Regions from separate parts of the Ctenopharyngodon idella genome. Here region 2 is linked to region 1. Evidence: chromatin contacts called from public Hi-C data. All regions are on one chromosome and are shown on one strand. Each heading gives the region's core, a stretch centred on a gene start, on an enhancer-like site or on the middle of the called end of the contact. The rest is flanking DNA. Distances are from core to core; before and after follow the strand shown. Region 1 holds the start of LOC127520092. Region 2 holds the start of cux1a (cut-like homeobox 1a).

Region 1 (4,259 bases), core at 452-2,951:
TATATTAGTCTGAATGTACACAAGATCTCAAATTTGGGTAAGAAGGTTTTAATATTTTTGAAAGAAGTCTCCTATGGTCGTCAAGGCTGGATTAAATACAGCTAAAATAATGTGCAATAGTATTACAATTTAAAATTATTTTTATTTTAATAACTTTTAGAATGTAACTTATTCCTGTGATGGCAAAGCTGAATTTTCAGAAGACATTTCTCCAATCTTCAGTGCCACATGATCTCAAGAAACATTATTATCAATGTTGAAAACAGTTGTGCTGCTTAATATTTTTTATTAAAACTGTGCTAATTTTTTTTTAGGATTCTTTTATAAATAGAAAGTTCAAAAGAACAGAGTTTATTTTAAATATAAATTTTGTGTAAGATTATAAATGTCTTTACTTGTTTTAATAAATTCCTTTCAAAAACAGATAGTGTATAACACTAATGAAAGTACGTTAATCGTTTTGCCCCAGGACTGAGACGTATATCTTTAGCATTTTCTGAACTTTTGAAACATTATCCACTAAGTTGAATGCTATTAAATGTTTACATTTTCTTAAAACCCGTTGGCAATGATAAACAAAGGTGTTGGACTAATCATATTACACATCTTGACAGGTCACTCTGGGTTTAACAGCAGTCTGCAAAACACGATTAGTTTAATCCAGCGGATATGATTTGATTGACATGTGACGTGAACCAATCAAAGGCGATGTACACCCGCCCCAATGGGATAACGGACCAATCAGATTGCAGTAATAGGGAAGAACACACGCTCAATACTTCTGTTGCCTATGGAAACGGTTATGATTAAGCGCAAAACGCTGGAAAACTACACAGTTCCTCCAGAGTATTTTTGGAGAAAAAAAAAAAAATCACATTGGGGGAAAAACGCAGATGAACGTAGACATTTTAAAGCTGGATCTATAAATCACACTGCTTTGATCTATAAATCACACAACAAACTACTCTGTGATGATAATAATAGCACATCCTCTTTAAACCTCGGGGACTTACCTCCTCAGGTGCGTCTAAGGTGCGAAGGGTCTTCCCTAGATTAAGATTAGGGACGGGTATGGCTGGTTTGCGATACTCCTCTTCCCCGGTGTCCGCACCCGACATCGCATCTCCCTGTTTATCAGTGTCACTCGCAGCCGAAAACACCACCATCACTCTCGGCTGAGGAGGGACTGTCCGCCCCTCCTGCGCGAACCTCCTCACCCGTGATGTTGCCATTTGGAGCGGAGCTGCTGCGCTAAAGGAAAGCGGAGGCGGTTCTCCGTTTGTTTCGCCTGCTCCATTATGCTGCATGCACACACCACAGCAGGGCTGATAATAGTTTAGATTAAGGCCCACACGCAGACTGTCAGCGATTGTTATGATGTCCAGGTCCGTGTATAGGAGGACGGCAGGGTAGCACAGCACACCCCGCGCGAGAGGTGTGGTCTACAGGCCGATCAGGTGGATGCGAGACTGCTTGTGTGTTCGGTAAAGCACGTACGCAAATTGCGTAGGTGACAGAGCACGGTTGGAATGTTTTTGGCTGTGTACTCCGCTACAGGCGTAAACATAAATAGAGATTTACAGACATGCGTAACTTGTGTACACGTAGTTAATCAGTCATCACTTTTATGTAGGGCAGAGTTGAAATTAGTTTATATATATATATATATATATATATATATATATATATATATATACATATATATAGTTTTAGTATTTATCCATCACGCTCTTTAAGGTCACAAAACTCTGGACTTTTGGTAGTACCTAGGTTATTCAAGTCCACTAAAGGAGGGAGAGCGTTTCGCATTTGGCTCCTAAACTCTGGAAGCCTTCATGATGATGTTCGGGGCTCAGAGACATTATCCCAGTTTAAAGGGATAGTTCACCCAAAAATAAAAATTCTGTCATTAATTATTCACCCTCACCTCATTCCAAACCCATAAGACTTGCGTTCATCTTTGGAACACAAATTAAGATCTTTTTGATGAAATTTGAGAGCTTTCTGTCACTCCAGAAAGCTGCTACCACTTTGAAGCTCATAAAGAGATTGTAAAACTAATCCATATGAATTCAGCAGTTTAGTCCAAATTTTCTGAAGAGACTCGATCGCTTTATATGATGAACAGATTTAATTTAGGCCTTTATTCACATATAATACTTATAATTACTTAATAATTACTTCAATGAGCTCATTGTTTCTGCCTAAAATTAATACATGATGTTAACTAACTGCATGATTTGTATATGTACATTTCTGAAATACATTACTTGGACACAGTCAGCTGTAATAACAGATCACTTTAAATTGTAATGTGAACACATGCATTTTCTGTAAAGCTGCTTTGAAGCGATATGTATTGTGAAAATCGCTATACAAATAAATATGAATGGAATTTAGGAAGCAGTGCATTACCAGGATAAATTAAGTGATTATGTAGCCTATGTGTCCACCAATACATTTAATAACATTTATGCTGAATAAAATTTTATTTGGGCCCTTAATTTAAATTTTACTCATTTAAATTACTTTGATTTATTGGACTAGTCATTCTGTCATGTCCACAGAGCAGCTGAAATAACTGTATTTTCAGTACAATTAAATGTCTATGGTTACATTATCTAAAAACACATTTTAGTGATTTAAAGTAATTATAGGCTATACTGATAGTTTGTCCACTGAGTTACTGTCCACTTTATGTCCTGATACTTTGACCTATAGCCTAGTACTTAAATAAATAAATAAATAAATAAAAATGCATGAATGAATAACAAAAACTGTTTCATTTTTAAAACTGAATTGTAGCAATGACCTGAATATACAGTCTATGTACAGACCATTACGTAACAACAACCTGAACGCCGCACCAATCTCTTACAAGGAAATTTTCTTCTCGCACGGCATTGGCCAAAGTTTACTCAACCTGCAAAGAAGGGCGATTCTAATTGGTCACTTTGCTGTTCACGGAAACAGATGACGGTTGGTTTAGGTGATATCTGTGCAATGGCGGAGGTCACACAGCGTATCGGGAGAGAAGCTTACAAGCTTTTAAAACCACAAAATCTCCCGCTTTTGGATAAAAACTGTAAAGCCGTCTCACAGGCAGCTTATGTTGCAGCTTTAACAAATTCAATACAGCTCTGTGAGATTCCTAATGGCCGTGTCAGAGCTGCTAAAGGACTGTGTGAAACGAGCCCGGCAGGTCTGGAGACTGCAAAAGGGAATGTAAATAGACTCTTTACCCGCTTCACGGCTGCTGATGGAGATGCACACAACTTGAAAGTGCCGTTGGACTGCCGTTCTGGAAATATTAGTAAATGGAATGACTGCCGTGGATTGACGTCTAAGGCATCTCCAGTGCACGTGCCGTCCTGGAAGAGCTTGTGTTGGGGAATACATGGAAAACTCCATAAAAAGACTCTCTATAGACTTGCAAATGCTCAGTTTATGTCTTTCACTAGAGCTTACAGTGGCACACAGAATAACGGCGGTCCAGCTGAGCCACTATACAAATCAAAGTCTGCATATTATGACATTTTGGGAGTGTCTCCATCAGCCACCCATGCACAAATCAAGACTGCTTACTATAAGCAGTCCTTCATATATCACCCAGACAAGAACGCAGGGAGCGAGGAGGCCACGTTCAGGTTCTCTCAGATCAGTGAGTCTTACCACGTCCTGGGTAATAAAGCTCTGAGGAGGAAATACGATCGAGGGATCCTGAGTCAAGCAGACCTGCTGGGATCCAGCAAACCCACTAGCAAAGAGAGTTCAGCATCAGGACAGCAGACCAGAGCCCGACACTCCCCCTCTGTTGGATCCGCCCAGCAGAAGATCTTCGACTTTGATACCTTCATCAGATCACACTATGGAGAACAGCTTCAGAGAGAGAAGCAGCTCCGGCAGCGTAGAGAAGAGATTCTCAGGAAGGAGAAGGAGAACTATGAGGATGTGAAACTGGGCAGGTTGAAGGAGTTCACTGTGGGGTTAATGCTGGCTATGGCAATCGCCATCTTACTTAGCCTAAAGTCTAGCAAGTGATTAAGATACAGGGATACTTGAAGCATATCTCTCATATTTTAACAACCAACACGCAAATATATGGTACTGATATTTCATTTTTACTTTTTTTTTTTTTTTTTTTTTCATATGGGCAGTTGCATCAACCCCCTTAAAGTTAATACATTGGCAAGATACCCATTAAAAATATAAATGTTTTTTTGCAAACAAACAAAATACCATTGTTACTACTACAAAAA
Region 2 (3,938 bases), core at 15-2,514, 140 kb after region 1:
CAGCGCCACCCGTGTAGCGCGACACACTTCTAAACACAAAATTATTTCAACAAACATACTATCTAAATCTCTTCAACACAAACTATTCCCAAAACATCCCGGAGATGGAAAGGAGCAGGAAAGAATCGGGAAACCTTCGGGCTCCCATTGCCAAAGTGGCCGCATCCACCTTGACCGTGATGGTTGATCGATGGGAATTGAACAAAGAGGATCAATTTCCGATCAGCGCGAGAGAGCCGCTTTAATCAATGGGCACCGAACCCGGCGAAAGAGCCGAAGCGAGAGCGACGCGCCAGCCTCTCAGCGCGACGCTCCCCGGGACCGGCTTACCGGCACACACAGCGAGTACAAAGCGAAAGGGAGCTGACCTGGAGCTGCTGCAAATCAAAGCGTTTCCAATATTGAAACATCGATCCCGCATTGGCCGCCATCTTGAGACATATTGAGACGGAATGAAAGGCTGATAGAGAGAGCGCGAGAGGGGCTGGAGTTCAGCGCGAGAGAGAGAGAGAGGCGGGGGAGCGCGCGCAAAACACGGAGCGGAGCAGATCGAACGGCGCGGGCGCGCGCGGAATGGAGTTATCGAACGAACGCCAACCTGCGATATTGAATAGGGCTACTGAAAACAATTATTGAGACCGTCCTAAATAAAAGGCAGAAAACGCGGGATGGAGTTTCCGTGTTCAATCGAGCTCCCCGTGGCGCAGGAGCGGGAGGGGGTTGCTGGATGCGTTTTATCCGTTATAAGAAGCGAGTTTATACGGTTATTGATTTTTTATTACTATAGATAGATAATGCGAGACACTGATCAGACCTGACGCGATGCGAGCAACGCGAGCGCAACGCGTAGCTTCTGTGTTTTAATGCTTCTCATGGTCAGATGAAGAATCTGCTGGCCTGTTTTTGTATTCGCACACCTGATATATTGATTTTTGATTTGGTTTTTATCTTTAATCCTATTGAAAATATATCAGATGTTCTTGTGTGTGCGCTATTGTCTTATAATGTTTTTGCTGTTTGGTGTCTATATGTCCACTTACCCTCTGTTTGTACTCTAAAACCAATACATCCATTATATTGATTTTATGGGCATTCTTGCGTGAAGAATGTGGATACGGCGATCGATAGCTTAAATAAAAAGAAACACAACCCAACTCTTCTCCATATAAATAGGCTTACTGCATAACCCAATATGCATTTTTAAATGGTAATGGACGGTGTTTAAGATGGAGGCATTAGATGGTTTGATGTTATATCATGAACCCTTGTCCGGTCGATTCCTGATGAATTGTAAATACTGCTTTTGAACTTGAACTTGGACAGTAGCGCCCTCTATCGGGTGTATATAGTATCGTCTCAACTCATTGTTCATGGTACATGTTGATGATCCAAAGTAATCGTATTAATTGTTACAATTAGTGATGATAACCAATCGCTATTTAGCCGGGTTAATTCCTGGAAACTGATTACGCTGATTACATAAATACATTATTTATTAAGTATATTATTATTATCATTATTATTAGTGGTGATATATAAATCACTATTTAGCCAACGATTCCTGGAAAGTAATTAAGTGTTTAAACAATGATAATTATAATAATAAATATTTTTTTTTACATAATAAACAGTTAGAAACACACACACACACACACACACACATATAAATAAGCCTGTATGTGTGTGTGCGCGTGCGTGCGTGCGTGTGATTAATGACAACCAATCACTATGTAGCTAATTCCTGGAAAGTGATTACCCACATTAGATAAATACATTATTTATCTAACATCAATATTTATTATTTATTATTACTATATATATATATATATATATATATATATATATATATATATATATATATATATATAATTATGAGAATTTAATATTATTTTTAATATATGGTATATGTGCAGTTCATATTATGTGATCTTTTGCTCTTTTACTGTAAAAGGTATTTAATACACTGTCCAAAACAGTGAAAATAATGCATAGAAACATTTTTTTTTTCATCCATTTAAGTTGTTGCAAAAATGTTGCTAATTTCTACCTACTTTCACAATCTTTTTAATACAGTTTTTCACTTTAACTACTTTCATTTTGCTCTTTTTAATTTTGTAGATTAGATTCAATTTTATTGTCATTGTGCAGAGTACAAGTTCAGAACCTATAAAATACAGTTCAAACCATCAGTGTAATTAGTAAAACAGTAATTAAATAAGAATGAAGAAGTGCTCATTACTATTGTACAAAATATATTTTTATAGTAGCCTACCATGCAAAAGAAAACGAATATGTATGTAAAACAATAAATAAGCCAGGAGCTATGGAAGAAAGTCAAGTGCCAAGGTTTAACCCTTAAATGAACAATGAGCAATTAACCTTAATTCATACAGCCGGATTCCAGAGTTACATTCCTATTAGTTACGTTCATCTGTAGAGCTGCCCTGATTCTCACCCTCACCACCACACACAGACACTTAAAGAGAGAGGGGGGAGTTTCAGATCAGACCCTGCAGGGCGGAGGGAGAATTGGAAGCTCGTAGAGTCCCGTGGCTCCTCATAAGTGCTCCTCCCCTCGGTTCCCTTCTCTGAGACACCAGGGGAGCCACGCAGGAGAGCCGGTCCCACTGGCGGTTTGTTTTTTCAGGCCCACTGGAGCCTCTGAGCACCCAGCCCCCCTCTCTCTCCGCCCAGGCGTGCGCACACCTCATGGGAGCACAATTAAGAGCTGTCTCTCCTGCCTGCCGAGCTGTGGAGGACTCCCTCCTCTACCCTTCCCCTTTTTTAATCAAATAAGCCTCCTCTTGAGGCTAGTCCTCGTTTAAAAAGTCGGCATGCAGGATTAGATTTTAATTATGGAGATGCAAAGACATGGCAAGTGAACATAATGAAGAGACAAGCAGAGAAGTGAGGAGGGCATTGTTCTGGGGATGTGTGTGACTGTTATCACATGCATACGTGTATGTGATGATCAATAGACAGGTGTCTGAAGTCTAGTCATAAAAAGAAATTAATTTTTACTGTAAATTACATGTAATATATGACATTTGAAATATAAATTGCTTGTATATTATAATTTTTCTGTGTAAATACGTCCATGAGGATCTAATTATAGTTGTACAGGTAATATATTTTGTAGTGGGGGAATATCATCTTAAGAAACTTACACAGAGTCTTCATACAACTGGGTAAACTGCTCCATCTGCAGGCAAACAAACTACAACCAATAGCATCACTACAATTTAAATATAAACAATGCTCAAGAAAAAGTATAAACAAAAATTAAATAAATGCAATTCCATTAGTATTCATTTTTACACTTTTATAAAACCATATGTGTGTAATGACATGGGTATTACACTGGTATTACAACGTAAATTAGGAAATTTCCTCAAAATTAAAAAAGAGAGTCCTCGAAATTGAAATGGCTTAATACCATGCTAAACAATGTTTTATTAAAAATGTAAAAATGCAAAAAGTTTTCTGTGATTGGTAGGTTTAGGGGTAGGGTTAATGTTTGTTATTTTATTACGCCTATATATATTATATATATATATATATATATATATATATATATATATATATATATATATATATTTAAATACTGTTCATCAAACAAACCTGAAAAAAAAAAAATGATCACACACTGTAAAAAGGAATTGTTGGTTTAACTTAAAAAAAGTAAGTCATCTGTTTGCCTTCAAATTTTAAGTTCATCAAAATTAAAAATTTCAGTTAATACAATGACGGCGATTGGTTTAATCAACAGAAACTCAAAATAATGTTATCTGAACCACATTAATTAATGAAGTTGATTTGACAAAAGAAAAACGTGATAAATCATGAAAATATTTTTTTACAGTGCAGATTCTGCAAAAAATATTAAGCAGCACAGCTGTTTTCAACATTGATATTCTTGAGCAGCAAATCACAATATT

Evidence for each region. A called contact is a pair of places that touch in the nucleus more often than the background predicts.
Region 2: a contact with region 1 is called in a Hi-C map of muscle, with 3 times the contacts expected there. The contact joins the promoter of cux1a here to the promoter of LOC127520092 in region 1. A contact is called at or near these places in 2 of 2 Hi-C or Micro-C datasets (both in muscle).

The regions. Positions count from the first base shown.
Region 1 is chr10:39,914,009-39,918,267 of HZGC01, forward strand. It overlaps LOC127520092, which reads left to right and starts at 1,702. Exons shown (of 1, transcript XM_051907888.1): 1 at 1,702-4,259. The coding sequence starts at 2,974. The coding sequence ends at 4,041. kctd7 (potassium channel tetramerization domain containing 7) reads right to left here and starts at 1,447. Exons shown (of 4, transcript XM_051907889.1): 1 at 1,014-1,447. The coding sequence starts at 1,307.
Region 2 is chr10:40,049,501-40,053,438 of HZGC01, forward strand. It overlaps cux1a (cut-like homeobox 1a), which reads right to left and starts at 1,265. Exons shown (of 26, transcript XM_051907852.1): 1 at 1,041-1,265. The coding sequence starts at 1,073.